Linked DNA regions of Mus musculus: all the other regions are linked to region 1. A link is a contact called in public promoter capture Hi-C data. All regions are on one chromosome and are shown on one strand. The core of a region is the stretch at or near the end of the contact, and the rest is flanking DNA. Distances in the headings are between cores, read along the strand shown.

Evidence for each region. Promoter capture Hi-C pulls out the DNA fragments that hold promoters and counts their contacts. Capture Hi-C pulls out chosen DNA fragments and counts their contacts.
Region 2: a contact with region 1 is called in a promoter capture Hi-C map of pre-B cells. The contact joins the promoter of Ikbkb here to the promoter of Nek3 in region 1.
Region 3: a promoter capture Hi-C map of pancreatic islet shows a contact between it and region 1. The contact joins the promoter of Ap3m2 here to the promoter of Nek3 in region 1. A contact is called at or near these places in 1 of 484 Hi-C or Micro-C datasets (CD4 T cells) and 2 of 9 other capture datasets (liver and pancreatic islet).
Region 4: a promoter capture Hi-C map of pre-B cells shows a contact between it and region 1, with 4 times the contacts expected there. The contact joins the promoter of Kat6a here to the promoter of Nek3 in region 1. A contact is called at or near these places in 3 of 39 promoter capture datasets (embryonic stem cells, liver and pre-B cells), 1 of 484 Hi-C or Micro-C datasets (embryonic stem cells), 1 of 115 datasets of contacts at active chromatin or transcription factors (pancreatic cancer cells) and 2 of 9 other capture datasets (adipose tissue and liver).

The regions. Positions count from the first base shown.
Region 1 is chr8:22,165,073-22,167,772 of GRCm38.p6, reverse strand. It overlaps Nek3 (NIMA (never in mitosis gene a)-related expressed kinase 3), which reads left to right and starts at 1,338. Exons shown (of 16, transcript NM_011848.4): 1 at 1,338-1,395.
Region 2 is chr8:22,704,911-22,707,859 of GRCm38.p6, reverse strand. It overlaps Ikbkb (inhibitor of kappaB kinase beta), which reads left to right and starts at 1,277. Exons shown (of 22, transcript NM_001159774.1): 1 at 1,277-1,390; 2 at 1,656-1,778. The coding sequence starts at 1,674.
Region 3 is chr8:22,804,180-22,807,203 of GRCm38.p6, reverse strand. Ap3m2 (adaptor-related protein complex 3, mu 2 subunit) reads left to right here and starts at 1,550. Exons shown (of 9, transcript NM_029505.3): 1 at 1,550-1,628.
Region 4 is chr8:22,858,294-22,860,993 of GRCm38.p6, reverse strand. Kat6a (K(lysine) acetyltransferase 6A) reads right to left here and starts at 1,448. Exons shown (of 18, transcript NM_001081149.2): 1 at 1,362-1,448. It overlaps Gm46036 (a long non-coding RNA gene), which reads left to right and starts at 555. Exons shown (of 3, transcript XR_001778526.2): 1 at 555-740.

The sequences.
Region 1 (2,700 bases), core at 89-2,588:
ACCACAGGTGGTCTGTACCACACCCACTTTTCCCCCGGTATCTTCTTTCTTTTGTTTAATTCCCACCCATTGAGATTTATTTATTTTTATGTGCATGTATATCTATGCACCACATGAGTGCAGTACCCTCAGAAGCCAGAAGAAGGTGTGAGGCCCCTTGGAGAAACTGACAGTTGTAAGCTGCCACAGGGAGCTGGGAATTGAACCTGGGTCTGTCCTTCCCTCCAGGGATTTCCAAAACCAAGTCATTTTTGGTTGTCAAGCTAGTGGTTCACACACGTAATCCCAGCAGAGGTGGCAGACCTGTGCTTTCCAGGCTGGTCTAGCCTTCGTAATGAAAACTATCTCCAAAAATAAAACAGATGGGGAGACAGCATAGTGAGTACCGGCATCAGTTGGTGGACAGAGAGAGCCCCGAGACACAACAGCCCCAGCAAAGAATCAAGAGTCCCAAATGTGGACAGTGCTGCAGCTGAGGAACCCTGATAGATTCCTCTCCTCTCCTCTCTCAATGCTACTTAATGACTTACACTGCCTGATAAACCACCTATTCCAGCAATTGACTTGTAGGTTTCCAGTGTCCCTTTCTACCCTGCCTCCCGCCCCCTCAGGGTCTAGTTCCCTGCTTCCCTGCTGTACATTTGACTGTAGCCTGGTTGGCCATTGGACCCTCTGCCTAACATCTTGGGGGTGTCTGGGTCTGCTGTCCTGTGATTTGAATTTCTTCTACAAACATTAGTTCCATCTGGGATCAGTAGGGAAGGGGAGAAGGGGAGGGTGGGGTGAACAGTCTCGTCAGTTGAGGCCAGATTTTGGTCTCATTCCTGCCTTTTGTTCCTTTATTCTGCACCCCTAAATGTTAACACTTGAGACAGTCCTGACTTGCCTACCAGGAACTTGCTCTGTAAACTAGGTTGGCGTCCAATTCTGGATCTCCTGCCTCAGCTTTCCGAATGCAGGGATTACAGACATCCTACCACGTCCTGGTACAACTAGAATCTTAATAACTTTCTGCTATTTCCGGGAAGAAATACACATTTCAGAATGAGATGCATTATTTTGGGGTGGTGCATTATTTTGTTTTTCACTTTTTCCAAAGTCATACAGTAAATGCTAGCAGTGTCCCTGTGGAATTTATGTTTGTTGTCTGTCTGCCTAATCTGGAGCAATAACTCAAATTACTGGGGGCACCGGTTCAAAACGTTAGCAATATCCTACCGCAAGGTGGCAAAACAGCTTTAAAACAGCTCTTTGGGGCTCAGCTACTCAGAGAACAGCGCCTAGGGCCAGACCTCAACAGTTTCCTCTGCCCACAGCTAGGGGCACGCCCCGCCCACGCCCCGCCCACTTCCCAGGCCTCGCAAGGAGCGGAGAAGCGACGCACGCCGCTGGGAGGTGGGTGAAGGGAGCTGTACGGGTCGGCCGCGGTGGAGAGAGGAGCGGGTGGAGCCTCTTGCCCCCCCCCCCCCCGCCCCCTAAGCCGCCGGTCGGCGCTCGCCCGCTGCGGGGCGACGGCCAAATGTGGGCGCATCACTCAGCCCGTAGGCTGTGCGCCCCAGTCGCTGAGTTCGGTGCGCGCATGCGCGTCGGAGACTGCTCGTGCGGCTGAAGCGGAGCAGCTTCGGGAGGGTGGGTGTTTTGGTAGGGAAAGGTTGGTGGGTCTCCAGGGTGTGTGTCCTGGGATCTCTGTCTAAACTGACCCCGCTTCTGGGCACTTGCAAATCACTTTAGGCTCTTTTAAACAATTGGTTTATCTTTATTAAAGGCGTATTTGTTTATAAACACTGGAAGGAACCCATCAGCTTTCGCCACACCTAGTGTAATAAGGCTTGTGTTTATGGGTGTAATACTGGCTATCGAACACATGGAGATTAAAAATACTAACTTGATTTTTCAGTCAAGGAAAGCCTGGTTGCTCATCAGTCATTTTGATAGCATAGGTAAAAGTCCTCAGGCACCAGGAACAGGAAAAAAGCAATTGAAACCAGAGACCACTTAAGACCCCTGTGAAGACCAGTGTGAAGGGCTTGGTTGTTTTCTTCTAGGTTTTTATTGGTTGGGGGGGGGGGGGAGCGGTGGGGGGACAGCCCCCATTTGTAGCCCTGGCTGGCCTGAAACCCATGGTGTGAATTAGTTGACTTTGGACTTAGCAGTGGTTACAGGCTGTGATTCACCAACTTCTGCCTCCTGAGTGTCATAGGTCTGTTACTTGTGTCTGGGTGTGTTCAAATGCCTCACTCCTGGAAACACGGCGTTGGATTTGGTTATATGGAGGATTTGTTGCTATAGTCTCCTGGTAACTCTGTGATAGACTGGAAAGCAAACTGGAAGGCACAGTCTATTTGTTTGGCTAGTTTTTGAGACAGTGGCTGGCCTGAGACCCATGGCGATCATCTTGCCTCTGCCTCTTAAGTGCTAATCTTACAGGTGTTGACTACCCAACCCCAGCTACGGACTAGAAGCTTTGCAGGTCCTAGCAGGGTTTGATCTTCGATGTTTGTACTACATCTTGTGCTCTACATTTTACAGCTTGTGGGTGGTTTAAATAAATAAATAAATAAAAACAATTTAGCTTTGTGAACGGAAAAAAATCAAGTAATTCATGCCAGTATTTTTCCTGTGATGAAAAAAGTGTATGAGTTCTAAGTGTAGGCGTCTCCCACAACTTCTATCCCACCCGTGTAGTCCAGGGTCTTTAAC
Region 2 (2,949 bases), core at 28-2,527, 540 kb before region 1:
GTGCAGAATGTTCTTCCACAAGTGGCCTTCTAGAAATAATTGCAAACCCCATAAAAAGTGGATGCTCTCAAAAGGGGCGACATGAAGGGTATGGCTTGGGATGTCCACGTTCTCTCTGTGGGAAGGGTGGGGTCCTGGGAGGAATATTCTTGGCTTTTTCCCACAGGTGCAAGGATGATAAGACATAATACCAAGTGTTTTTTCACTTGCTGTTCTTGTATTTGCTTAAGCTCTCTGTAAACATCATCTCATGTTTTGCTTGCTTTAATAATAAAAGAGTGAGAAGTTCTTTATTTGCTCTATTCTTGAGTTCAAACGCTTAGAGTCCCCAGGTTATCCCACAAAGATCTTTGGCTTTCAATCCAGGGAGACTTTGTTAGCCTTGCTGGTCGCTGTCCGCTGCTGGGTTCGGATCTAAAAAGCCAGTAAATGTCAGAAGCCTGGAGCCACTGTGCCACCTTCAGAGGAGCAGAGATTTCACACCGTCTGACAAACGCCACATCATAGGAGAAACTGGAGCCTAGACAACGATGGTGGACCAGAACATATATTGAGCATGACTACTTAGTTATGTATACCACTTGCCTTCCACTTAAACCCAAACCTCATGGCAGGACCCCAAAATTAGACTTGGATCGGCAGAGGTATGGGTGAGAGAGATTAGATCGCTGTCTTTCCCCAATGTAGTCACATTGAATAAACCTCTTTTTCTCCTTTCCATTGGTAATTGTATCGTGAATTAGGCTATGGGAGGTGAGCGGCTGAACCTGGCTTGTTAGAGGCAGGGGTGGATGCTGGTAGGCGTGTGGGGTGTCCTGGTGGAGAAGACAATACCCAGCCTCTTGACCTAATAACTAGTAATTTCTTTATGCTCCCAGTGCTCAAACTCCATTTTTGATAGACAGTGCTAGTTTTTTGTTTTGTCTCTGTACTCTTCCCTCTCCTCCCTTCCTCTTTGAGGGGGATGGTGGTGTGTTACTTTCTGAGGAGCATCAGGATGGTTGATTATTCTTAATACTGAACCAGGAGCGGTGGGAGGACAGGGAGGCAATTCTTAGGACAGCCTCTAAGTCAGCACTAGTCGGGGCTCGGCAGATTCTCCCCTTATTAACTGCCTAGCCAGTCGGATCAAGCTCAGCCTAAAAAGTGCCAGGGTGAAGAAGAGCTCTCCAAGCCGCCAGGTCCTGCGCCGCCAGGTCCAGCACCTTGGCTGGCTGTGGCTGCGTCTCCGAGAGCCAGTGGCTCGCGCGTCCCCTTTAAGAGCCGTCTAGTACCCGTGACGTCAGGGCAGGAAGTGTTTGAGGAAGTGGCGCTGGGCTGGCTGCGTGGGGACCCCGAGTTTTCATGTCCTCAGCGGGTGTCGCTGGCGGCCCCGCGGCCCCCGGGGCAGGTGAGTCCCACGCGAGGGCGGCTCGCGGCGCGTGGACCGGCTCACCCGGGTGTGCGCTCCGCCTCTCCCCGGGGTCCGTGGCTGCGCCGCGCCCGATGCTGAGCGGACCCACCGGTGGGCCCGGCCGCCGCAACTTTTATTTGTTAACTACACCGGTGTCCTAGCCTCCCCTTGCAGGGCAGCAGCCACTGCTGCTCCCAGTTGCTTCTTGAGCTCCAGTGTTCTTCTTACTCTCAACTTGTCCTCTCTCCCTGCTTGCTTCTAGAGTTAGCAGGGCATCGATATGAGCTGGTCACCGTCCCTCCCAACCCAGACATGTGGAGCCTGGGAAATGAAAGAACGCCTGGGGACCGGGGGATTTGGAAACGTCATCCGGTGGCACAATCAGGTAGGGCTCTGGCACCAGGAAGGTGGGTGAGCTTTCTTGGCGCCTCTTCTGACCTGGCCCGGTGTGAATGGGTGGATCCCTGCCTAACCTTGGCGTTGTCCAATGGGAGCGTAAGAAAAAGGACTGCAAAGGGGATCTGTGAGCTGCTAAACTGACTCTTTTTAAAAAACCTTAATAACCATGCCACTTAGAAGGACACATGAGGGAGTAAGCTGTCATTCCAAGTATTTTGAAATTATATTTCTACTAATATTTAGACTAGCACGTAATACATTACATTGTGATAAATGTTGTAGAATACAGGCAGTGTTAAAAAGATGAGAGCAATAAAAAACATTTTAAATAACTTTATTTAAAATATTTTAGGTAGTTGATAACCCCAAGGTTTTTCTCTTCTCTTTCTTTCTCTCTTTCTTTCTTTCTTTCTTTCTTTCTTTCTTTCTTTCTTTTCCATGTGCCGCCATATAATGCTGAGTGATGTGGACTGATTTCATTTTTGGATCTAATTTTTATTCCTATTATTTTAGTCCTTATGTGTCTGATGTGCGTTGCTCATGTTAAAAGTTTGTGTTCTTCCAAAAAAAATTTGGGGGAGGGGGCTGGCAGTAAGTACGCTGAGATTCTTGGCAGGACTCTCTCTAGCTCGGCTGTTTACTGTGGGAGACTTATTTTATCCGATTTGGGTAATGAGTTCATCACAGTGCCTCAGGAGCACACAGTACTTGTGATGTTTCCGCTAAAGAGTACTTACTAACCTCAGGATACTTGAGTATCAGACGTGATGTGTGACTATCAAACTTGGGGGTCATGGCCTGTGCCCTAAGCTGAGTCCTCAATAAGCCAATTAAAATAGGCAAATTAATAGTGGAAAGCAAGGGATTCATTCACTGAGGTCACATTAGGAAGAAGGACAGACAGATCCCCCCCCACCAAGTCCATCTCCATGATCCTAAAATTAGGTTAAGGTCTAAATAGAACGCCAAGGATACTCACATCTAAGCAGTACTGTGGTCCAGCCTACCACTGGCCTGGTTTTGTCATCCTGTGAGATTTTTCTGAGAATGTGTTAGAAATCTGTAACCCAGAAGACAATTTCCCCCTCTGGCTGGGAGCTTTTTCTCTCCCAACATGAAATTTCTGGGGAATTTCCCATCTCTCTGGCATCCAATGT
Region 3 (3,024 bases), core at 301-2,800, 640 kb before region 1:
AAGGAAACCCAGGAGGTGACTTGACAGAGGAAGTTTTTCTGGTCTTCACTTCTAGCTACAAAAAAACCCACATTTGATGAACAGGAAGCAGCTGGGTCTGGCACACAGTAGACAAATGTTTGCAAAGCAGAGGTTTGGTTTGCTTCTGAGAGTAATCTTTATCTAAATAACTACTTAGAAACTAAGTATGTTATTTGAAAACTTCTTTTTTTTTGGACCAATCTCTTTTCTTCCTCCGGAAATCTTCTCATTTGATGACTATTTCTTCTGTAATTTCAAACGGGACGTATGAGGCAATGTCACAAATCGTTCTTTTTTTTTTTTTTAAGCTTTGAAATTATTTTTAAAATTTCTTCTCACACCCCTCCCCCGCGCGCGCCCGGCCCCGGGTGAGTAGCGACCAGGTGGGCAGCACAAGCCTTTAATCCCAGCACTCCGGAGGCGGGAGGCAGAGGGAAACAGTTCAAAGCTGTCCCGATCTGGAGACTTCCCGGCCAGCCAGAATTGTTCAGCGAAACTGTCTCAAGTAACAAAACGAAAGGGAAAATAAACACACACACACACACACACCCGTTTTTGCATGTATGAGGTACGCGTTTGCATTTGTGCATGGAAACACTTGTAGGAGTCAGAATATCACTCCTCACCTTCCATCTGATTTGAGGTAGGGCCTCTTGTTTTTAGGTACTGCCAGAGACCTTTCGGAGACTCATCTAGATTGGCACGACCGTCATCACCGCAGTTTGTCATTTCATCTTACAGTGTGCCCAGCAGTTTTTGCAACCCCCTTCACACTTCATCTTACCGAATGCCTCATTTTAATCTAACTGAAGATAAAATTTCCATCGGATCTCTGCTTCACACTTTCCCGAGTCACAGTAACCTGTGATCTCTTTAAATTTAAGGTGGTTTCAAAGACCTGCCCCAACACCTTCATTATCGGATCTGGGAACTGAGAGTCTGGAAGGAGAAGTCAGTCTTATCTGTCTGTCTGTCACTCTTTCTCTGCCTTGCTCCCCCCTCCCCACTACGTCTCTACTTTTCTCCCTTCCTTTCCTCTCTTGTCTTCTCCCCTCCCCTCCTTTCCTCTATTCTTCCCGGTTCTTTCCCGCTGGCTTGGAACTCCCTGTGTAGACAACAAGGTTGGCCTCGAACTCACTGAGATACTTCTGCTTGTCTCCTGAGTGCTGGGATTAAAGACCTGCGCCACAGGCCCGGCAAGCAGTCGCTTTTTAAGTGCACCTGTGTAATGGAGGTTAGTTATGATTGGTTATCTGTGATGCATTAAATTAGAAGCATCCCGGGAATCATTTTACCTTTCCGGTCACTTTCTAGCTCCCCGGAGGCCCTTTGTGACTGGATGACCGACTGTCTTCATCCTCCAATCGGGGCTTGGAGTCTCAGAGCTACACCAATTGAAGGTTACCGGACCTTCAATAAAGACCAATCGGATGCTAGAGCCTAGCAAGCGAACGGCGATCAATCAGAGCGCAGGAGCGGCAGCCGGGGAGCGGCTGGCCAATCAACGTGAGAGCGGTGAGGAGGGGGCGGAGCCTTCGTGCAAGGAGCACTGCGCAGCGCGACTGCGCTGCGGAGCCGGAACGGAGCCTGAGACCTGGTCGAAGCTGGTAGGGTTGGGCTGGGCGCGCGCGGATGGGAAGGGCTGCGTTGGGCGTCGCCTGGGAGAGAGGTACGGGAAGAGTCCCGGGCTACAAATGCCGTTGCCATGGCAACGCAGGTGCACAGTTCTGGGACCAGGGTCCCTGCTTCTGGACAGTTTTCAGGCTGGAGCCCCAAGGCCCATAGGGCCTCCAATACCCTAGGCTTGCAGGCTGCTGGGCTGCAACCTCTCGATGGCTGTCTTGGCAGCCGACGATCTGGACTCTCTCCTGGGGCACTAGGAAAACAGGTCTTAGCAATGTGACCAGTTGTGCTAGCTCAAGTCAGTTCGCTTCTAGGCCACCCCTGGGTGCAGCAAAGCTGCCTCATCCTGGAGATGTCACTGTAGACAAACTAGGGTGTCTCCAGAGATTTTTTTTTTAAGCATCCAGCGGAATGCTTTGTGCACAAATAATTCAGAGAATAGGTCCTTAGTGAATGAGTAAAGATCACAGTGGCAAAGATTCCAGGGGCTGGCTCTGCTCAGGAGAAGTAGAAAGCACATCACATATGCTGTTTCGAATAGGAATCGTGGTAAGCTAACGATAAGTTAAATTTTAATATATTTCATTTGACCCAAACATATTACCAGTATTAAATAAGTGGTAAGATATTTAAAATTGAGTCTTTTTTCCCAACCGAAGCTGTCCAGTCTCTAATCTTACAGTATATGTCAGTACTATCGGCCTCTTTTCAAATGCCCACTACCCATTTAAATAGTGCCTAACATCTTTGTTTATTTCATCTAGATTTTTTTTGTTTTGTTTTGTTTTGTTTGTTTTTTTGAGACAGGATCATGTTATGTAACCCAGGCTAGTCTCAAACTTGTGATCCTCCTGTCTTAGCTCCCAAGTGCCTGGCAAAGTCGGATTTAAAAGAAAATTAAGTATATTTATGTGCACCCATGTGAACAACAGGTTGTCACTTCTCTTCTCTCATGTTATGAGTCCCAATGAAATTGAATCCCATTGTTTGGATCGTTAGCAAGCCTCACCTGCTGAGCCATCTCACAAGCCTGAAACTAGTGTTTTAAGTGGATCTAACTCGGGCAATAATAACAGAGAACTGAAAATCTACAACAGACAAACAAATTGGCTGCTAGTTATTATTGGGAATTCAAGGGAAGAATCCTTAGGGCTCATGTAATAGTAGCAGGTATGTCTGGCCGGTGGCCTGCAGGCCACATGTGGCCCAGGACAGCTAGGAACGTTGCCCAACACAAAACGGTAAACTTCCTTAAGTCATGGGGACATTTGCTTTCCCATCTCGTTTTGTGACTTGTATGCTTCCTGAGGGTGTTTTTGTGGATGACAGTGTCGTGTTGGCAGTATCAAAAAGTTGAATGCACCAATGGGAAGAGGACTT
Region 4 (2,700 bases), core at 199-2,698, 690 kb before region 1:
CCCCTTCAGCAACTATTCCCAACAGTGTGCAGGCAAACGGGAGACTAATACATGAGGAATGAAATAGTACTAGTAAGAAAAAAAGCATTAGCACCCGGGGCCAAAATGTATTTCAAAATTAGCTAACTAAAAGAAGTACCCCCCTCCCCAGGAGGGGTGCTTCATATTAGTGGAGGTTTTACGAGGACAAACATCAGAATTATTACCCAAGGGATGTTTCTGATATAGACACTAACTTTAAAGTAACCAGGACTAAGACCTAAGAAGGTGGGAACACCCTATGTGGCTGAGTTTTCAGGTGAAAAAGAATGAATGACAGTCACACATTGTCTTTCCGGCCGGAAGTTTCCCCAATCTGCGAGTCTGCACAAACCAACGCTCTGAAGATCTGAACCCTAACTCTCAGAAAGTACACTCGCGAGCTAGAAAGAAAGACCAGCCGGGCTCGCAAAGCCCTTCCCGCTCTCTCTCCCAACCCAAAACACATCTGCGCGCGCCCTCGATTTAAAGCCCAAGGAACTTTAAAAAAAACTTGAAGCGGCAGAGCCCCGCAGTTTGCCAGCGGACCGCTTCGCCGGTCCCATTCTATGGAAACACAGCCCGGAGAGTAAGTTAACAATGAAATCACGTGGAGTTAGGAGCATAGTAAGCTCTAGCCCCAGCTCCTCCGAGCTCTTCGCTCCAAGGGGTCGGCTCAGAAGAGCAGCAAGGGGGACACCGGCTGTGACGGAGCCTGACAGGTAGGGCAGGTCCGGCCCAAAGTCGCGGAGCTCTTGACAGGCAAGCCCGCCGCCACCCGTCCCGGCTAGGGGCTGACAGTCCGACAGACACAACACCACACGTGCTGCCTGCTCCAGACCACTGCACCCACCAGGCTGTCACCCTGCACCGCTCAACCCCGCTCGGATCTCCGCGCACTCCGCACAGCCCGGAGTGCGCGCCCGCCCGGCGCCGGGAGCGGCGGGAGCGGCGGGCGGGCGGGCGGACGGACGGCGGGCGCGCCCCCGAGGGAGAGCGGGCGAGCCCGCACAGCAGCCCCAGGCTCCGCGGCCTGGCTGCTCGGCGCCAGGGAGCCCCGGCTCCCGGAGTGGGCCGCCGGCGGAGCTAGGGCGGCGGCGGCGGCGGGCCCGTCGGCGCGAGCCCGGAGGGCGGGCGCGGGCCGGGCCGCGGAGTCGGACGCGAGGGGGCGGCCGCGGCGCCCAGCCCGAGGCCTGGCGCAGAGCAGCGGGGAGGCGGCGCAGGCCGCGGCGGGGCCTGCAAGCGGCCCGCCGTCCCCGCGAGGCGCCGAAGCAGACTCCGGGGCGGCCTAGCCTCGGGCTCGGCAGCTGGGAGCGACCGGGGGCGGCCCCTCGGCTCCTTACCTGGGGGGAAGACAGCCGGGATCCCGGGGGCCCGGGCCGGACCGCGGAGATGCCCCAAACTGACACGGCCGCCATCTTGGAGACAGTGAGCTCCGACTGGGGGGAGGGGAGGCCAAGCGGCGGAACAGCCGCGGGGGGAGGGGAGCGTCGCGAGGGAACGGCTGCCTGGGGAGGGAGCGGGAACAGCCTGCGCGGGCGGGCGGGAGGGAGGGAGCGGAGGAGCGCGGGAGGGGGGCGGCCGGTAGCTGGAAGAGCCGGCTCGTCGCCGGGAAGGGCCGGAGGGCGGGGCCACGGGGGGCGGGGTGGAGGGAGCCGCTGGGCGGGTCACGTGGGGCGGGTACAAAAGGCCGAAGCCCGGGTGGAAGCGGGAGTTGGCCGGGCTGGAGGCCAACAGCTGGGGGCGTCCCCTCCTCCTTTCTCACGCGCAGCGATCGGGCAGAATGGCGAGGCCACAGGCGGAAGGTGCACCCGGATTATACAGCCCGGGAAACTTGGAGCGGGCGGGCGGGCGGGCGGGCGGGCGGGCGGGCGCTTGGGTGGGGCGGCTTCGGCGCGACGCCGAAACCTCGGAGCTAGGAAGCTCGGAGCTCCCGGCGCGCGGCGTCCGCCCGGGTTCCCAGGCCCTTGTTAGCGCCCGGGGGCGTGCACCCGCGGCTGCCTTGCAGGGTCGGGGACACACACACACACACACACACACAGTGGCTTCGGGAGCTCCGTGGCTGGGCGGGGGAACGCGGGTGGCAGGAGTTCCTTCTTTTGCCTTCGCCTTTCTGCTCACTCTGCACTCCAGCTGCTCATCCCCCCGTGGTTCAAAGAATAGTCTGGCTAGAAAGGGGAGAGGGCACGAAGTTGGACACTCCTTGTCAGCCAACAAGATGCCCACCTAGGGCACTTGACTGACCCCCCTGCCCGCAAGTCACTAAACCTTGGAAACATGTTTATAAGAAACACCACCCACCGAGCTCGGTTTCTAGGACTTGGACAAGGTCACACAGCTATTATGGCACGGTTGCTTGTGGAACCTGGGTCTTTCTCTTCTTTTCCTACCCTGTGCAGTTTGATGGCTGAACCGCAGAGACTCTTGGCTAGGGCAAGCCTCTCCGCTACTGGCTACCTGTTTCTTTGTCTTTGGTCCACTAGAAACTCTTGAGATTGAGTCCCACACACACATACCCCTTCCCTGGAAAGACGTTAAAGCTCAACAGCTTGAGACTTGTATTGCTGCTACCCTTGCACTTGGTTTATGTCCCCTTCCTAGACTGTTAACCCCCCGCCACCTCATTTTATCATAGCTTTACCAAAAAGGAAAAAAACACCTGCTAGTCGCTGCCATAACTTT